Linked DNA regions of Sus scrofa: region 1 is linked to region 2. The links are chromatin contacts, called in public Hi-C maps. All regions are on one chromosome and are shown on one strand. The core of a region is the stretch at or near the end of the contact, and the rest is flanking DNA. Distances in the headings are between cores, read along the strand shown.

Region 1 (2,701 bases), core at 42-2,541, 240 kb after region 2:
TGCCGTGAGCTGTGGTGTGGGTTGCAGACTCGGCTCGGATCCCATGTTGCTGTGGCTCTGGTGTAGGCCAGTAGCTATAGCTCCAATTCGACCCTAGCCTGGGAACCTCCATGTGCCGCGGGAGCAGCCCAAAGAAATAGCAAAAAAAGACAAAAAAAAAAAAAAAAAAAAAAAAAAGTTTAGCTGACATTGGAACAATCCCTTTGGAAAACTGTTTGGCATCATCTGCAAAAACTAAGCTGAACACATACCTATGAACCTCTGGGCCCCAGAGAATTCCATCCCTAGATGTACCCCCATGAGAAATGCATAGAGCTGTTCACCAGGAGATGTGTACAGGAATTGCTTAAAGCAACACTGTTCAGACTAGCCCATGAAGAGATAAGTAAATCATGGTATAATCATGCCACAGAATAATGAGCAGCAATAATGATCTACAATTGCACACAGCAGTATGGACAAATCCCAGAAACACAATGTTGAGTAAAAGAAGTCAAATGCAAAATGAAACAAAACAACACAAAACAACAACAGCAACAGAAAGTATCCACTCTATGCTTCTATTTATATAAAGTACAAAAACATGCAGAACTAACCTGGACCATTGGAGGTCAGGAGATGGTTACCCTTGGTGAAGAATGACTAGAAACCCAAGGAGGTTTCTGGACACTGGTTATATTTTGTTTCTTGTCCTGGGTACTGTTTCCTAAGGTCTGTGTGATCTGTTTATGGGCTGTACACGTATGCTATGTGTACTTCTTTGTATACCAATCATATGTAAAAAGATTTAAAAGTCATTTTTAAAAATTGAAATATAAACTCTAGGGCAATCAGGGAAAAAAAAAAAAAGATTGGCCAAGACTCTTTCTTTTCTTCCATGTTTCCACCTCAACTGCCAATTACTTTTATTGTTTAGATTAAAATCCTCATCAACAGATGTTTTATAATTCCTTGAAAGGTTTTTTAGGTTTTGGGGTTTTTTTGGGTTTGTTTTGTTTTGTTTTTTGGTAGTTTTTGACTGGGTGTTTCAAACATTATTATGCAATTCTGATTCTTTTTTCAAAAATAACTTTTGTTCCCAGTAAGCATGTTCTTTTTGCAGTTTTGGAATGAATGTCACTCACAGGCCACCTCTTTCTCAGGATGATCCTGTCTCTTGAATGCTAGTGAGGGAAACGTGCCTTCCTTTGCATGTGGGAGCTTGTTGTTTTACCATCTGCCTTTCCCAGTCCCCTCCCTTTTATTAACTGGATACATAACACAAATAACGATTTTTACAGGCAGTGAACACTGTTGCTTAATTCAGAGAAAGAGCAAGCAATCTGTTAGTAATTGGGTAGATTTCCTAAGCTAGCTCCCGAACTCGGTTGTGCAATCTTTATTTTGATGGAAAGTTTTGAGCATTTTAATATGTAGGTATGCCCCTGAATAAAGAGCACTGCTCATTTACCATTTGCATCAGGAACACATGTAACTTAGATGTTTTCAGCATCGGAAACCCATGTAACTTGAAACATTTGAAATGTTTCGTATATCAAAGCTCGTCTATCACGGCCCCTGTTGGCCACATCCTCCCCCAAAATCTAGCTCTTTGCCTGTACCCTTGTCAAAGAACTGGAATATAGTAAATTTTTATTGTTCAAAAAGATTCCTCCAAGTTCCCTCTAAAAATGTATAAGGGAGAAATCAGTTTCCTGCTCATAGAGTAAAAGAAGATAAATTCTTTCTTTCCCACGTATGTCAGAGAATGGCGGGATTATTTGAAATGACTGCTGGGTTGCTGTGACCCACGAAGCACTGTTCTGCCAAACACCTTCCTAAATTACTCAATCAAAAGAATCCCCCCTCTAATTAAAAAAAAAAAAAAGTTACAAAAACTCGAGGCAATAAACTTGATTATAAAAACTTTTTAACCTCTTAAAAGAATGTGTCTCTGATAGAATGTTTTCTAGTCAAAGTAGAATTGATTCATCTTATCAACTAACAGTATCAGCATCATAGTTAGTTACATGTGGCTTCCCTTTAATAAACAAACTGTAAATTATAAGCTGTGTTGGTTCTAGACATCTTTTCCCTCTAAAGATTATTTCATGAATACTTTGCTCGCTGCTATCATTCAGTAATCGATTGAACTTTGTCAGCCAAATGAAAACATTTATCAGCTTCTTGGAGGCAGTGCTGGGGGCAGTGTCATTTATAGAGATTGAGAAGCTGAGAGAAGGCAAGGAGGGGAGGTACTAGCCCATGGTAAATTACCTCACTGTTGAGCCAATATTGCCATCTACTGGGCTTCTTATGCTATTGCACCAAGTGGACCCTGAAAGAAGTCAAATCCAACAATTTAAAAGTATGCTTTATTTACTTTTTGACTTGAACATCTTGTTACATAATTGATATGACTGAGTCTGACTGAAGCCCAGAACTTGGAAGAACATAATGCCTTATATCAATGGGAATATTTAAGCTAGTGGAATCAGCCACCTAATCTTCAGAAGGAAAAACAATCTATTGAAATGACCATATATTGGCTAAATGTGAAGCTGCATTATATATGAATGAGGTAATTTCTATGCATAATTATTTTAGAGTTCACCCATTTTATCCTACCCTTTTAAACAGAATATCACCATTTTTAAAGATACGTGCACTGTTTAGATGACAGTACCTCCATCAAATAAGCCTGTAGGCAAGTCACAGGATA
Region 2 (2,971 bases), core at 65-2,564:
TTGTGGTTAAGTCAGCATATATTCCTTGCCTCCTCTAAATACTTATTTATTTGTTTATTTAGGCCACTCCCAAAGCATGTGGAAGTTCCTGGGCTAGGGATCTAACCCACAGCATAGCAGCAATCCAAGCCACTGCAGTGACAATGCTGGTTCCTTAGCCCACTGTGCCACAAGAGAACTCCTAAATATTTATATTCTTGCTGAAACAATGTAGAAAGATGCTTTATGTGAACAGCACAGCAGTCTTACTTGGAAGGTGAAATAATTACAAAAATCCATGTGCAGTTTTCTATCTTTCCTCTTGTGGGAAAAACAGTTCTGATGGTCAAGGAGGAAGGCTTTAGCAAGTTTCCCTTACTGCATTGAATTGCATTTTACTTTATTTGGAAATAGAGTATTTCAGGGTGGGAGGATTTGTGCTGTTTAATTCTCTAACAAAAGCGGGTCATAAATGTCTTGCTAATAAGTCTTATTGTAATTGTATGAATCCCACTCATCTTAAAAATACCTCATTCCAACTCGCCAAATACCTTATTTCCCACTTGTTTACAGTGATAAAACAAATAAAGAACATATTTTCTTTGTATTTTTCTAGAGAAGATTGGCTTTGGGATAGGCTTTTTTTGTTTTTTCACTTCCTCTTCAGATAGATATAGACAGATAGAGATATAAATATAAATATTACAAGCATTTCCTGCTTCGTGGGCAAAAGAGAAATTCACAGCAGCTAACATTTAGCAAGTGTGCAAAGCATATTCTAAACACTTTACACGTATAAATCCACTGAGGCTAAGTACACCTTTAAGCTCTTTTACTGTTTGCAGATGTGTTGAGTTCAGAAAATATTGATGGCTTTCTTATTGCTGGTGATGGCATGGAGCAGCCATCTAGTGACCTTTGTATAATCATGATATATAAAAGGGCTGACCTGGGAGCTTTACCAGAATGATTTAAGAATGATTGATTAGAACAAACCATGGCATTTCTGAAAGAGGACAGATTGATTTTATGTTCTTAGTTGGAGTGTTTATAGCTTGTAATGCAGCTGTCTGCTTTTATATATTCTTAAACAAGCTCCATAGACCTTATTACATAATTTAAATGTTTTGTTTAGAATTTGATATTGCAAGTGAATTCAGCTTCCTCTTTGCATTTATCCATGTTTCTTTGCAGACATTTTACCATTATTCTAGATTACACTTTAAAGTAAATCAATCAGTCTGGATAAAGGTTAAAAAACATGTTATGTTAACTGTTAATAATCTCCAGATACTGAATCAATTCTATGTTAGTTCTGAGTTTCTTTGGCAGGAAAAGAGTTCTAAATTCTGACTCTCTCATCACTGCTGCTGAGTACTTTCACCACAACTCCCTCCACAGTAAGACTTGGATCCACAGTACTTGATTTTCCTAATCACCTCTCAAATGTGATAGAATATGAAAACTACCACTGGCCAATAAGCAGAAAAGATCTATAGAAAATCTACTTCCATGAATAAAAAGAATTGCGAGAACACTTTTCTGTGTTGTTCTAACAACAAAAGATCATACAGAAAAATTAAGAAAATAATCCCATTTACCACTTCATCGAAGAGAATAAAATACCTAGGAATAAATCTACCTAAAGAGGCAAAAGACTTGTACTCTGAAAACTATAAGCTATTGGTGAAGGAAATTGAAGATGACATGAATAGATGGAAACGTATACCATGTTCTTGGGTTGGAAGAATTAATATCCTCAAAATGTCTGTACTAACCAAGGTAATCAGGGCAATCCCTATTAAATTAACAATGGTATTTTCCACAGAACTAGAACAAAAAAAATTAAAATTTATATGTAAATACAAAAGATTCCAAATAGCTAAAGCAATCTTGAGAATGAAACATGGAGCTGGAGAAATCAGGCTCCCTGTCTTCAGACTATACTACAAAGTTACAGTCATCAAAACAGTATAGTATTGGCACAAAAACAGAAATTTAGGTCAGTGGAACAGCATAGAAAGCCCAGAAATAAATCTGTGAACATATAGTCAGTTAATCTGTGACAAAGGAGGCAAGAATATACAGTGGAGAAAAGATAGTATTTTCAATAGGTGGTTCTGGGGAGACTGGACAGCTCCATGTAAAAGAATGAAATTAGAAGTTTCTAACACCATACACAGAAATAAAATCCAATCGAGAGTATATAAGAATTGAAGGTCTAGTAACCATCTTGTAACCATGAAGAAAAAAATCCACAGGGTAAAAATATCAAAGCAGAAATACATAGAGTCCAGAACCCTAAACATCCATAACAACCCTATAAACTGGCACACATCTTGTTATGTAAGAAAAAGAAAACCCCATATGTAGTGTTATTCAGGTTTGCTGTTATTTCTGAGCCAAACAGCCATAATTAGTAATTCTACAATTAAAGAAGAAACCAGAAAATTCCAGGCTAAGTAGAAATATTGTGTTAAAAAAAATACCTGTATCAGTGTAAAACATGACCAGAAAAATGTAAAAAATAGTTCTGGACAGCCTCTGAAAACTTGATGTCTTAAAAGTAAAAGAGATATTTCCATGAAGTAGAAAGTGACCCAAAGGGAAGTTTTATAACATGTGCAGATTCATTTAAGATGTATCAAGAGTTATCTAACACCAAAGTCCTCATAAGCAAGCCTAAATGTGTGGTATCACAAAGAATTCACCCCTTCCCTAATTGCCAAATTTCGCCTTTGGACCAAGTCTGAGAAAGAGAGCGGAATGTTTTCGCTTTAGTGAACCTGAATCTGTATGTCTCCATAAATTGCTATGAATCAGTGCTAATGTTTCCTTGGGATCCATCCTACCTGAGTAAAAGGCATCCAGACACTTGAAGACCATTATCCTGAAGCCATGTAACTTCTCCATTCTTCTGGAAAAACTGCTGTTAGTCTGTTTATTGCCGATGCACTCTGATTTCTAGGCACCTCCCTATCCTGATGGGTTT

The links. Hi-C and Micro-C count contacts between places; a contact is called where the count stands out from the background.
Region 1: a contact with region 2 is called in a Hi-C map of liver, with 3 times the contacts expected there. The contact joins two enhancer-like sites. A contact is called at or near these places in 2 of 47 Hi-C or Micro-C datasets (embryonic fibroblasts and liver).

Annotation. Positions count from the first base shown.
Region 1 is chr17:17,585,385-17,588,085 of Sscrofa11.1, forward strand. The region is part of intron 14 of PLCB1 (1-phosphatidylinositol 4,5-bisphosphate phosphodiesterase beta-1); the gene reads left to right. Among named protein-coding and RNA genes, the nearest start is that of PLCB4, 330 kb to the right of the region's middle. Within about 2 kb of position 1,292, at least 9 of the 83 cell types and tissues checked have an H3K27ac peak or open chromatin away from gene starts, as enhancers often do. A contact at or near this core is called in liver, where this site is marked.
Region 2 is chr17:17,344,442-17,347,412 of Sscrofa11.1, forward strand. The region is part of intron 3 of PLCB1 (1-phosphatidylinositol 4,5-bisphosphate phosphodiesterase beta-1); the gene reads left to right. Among named protein-coding and RNA genes, the nearest start is that of PLCB1, 340 kb to the left of the region's middle. Within about 2 kb of position 1,315, at least 1 of the 83 cell types and tissues checked has an H3K27ac peak or open chromatin away from gene starts, as enhancers often do. A contact at or near this core is called in liver, where this site is marked.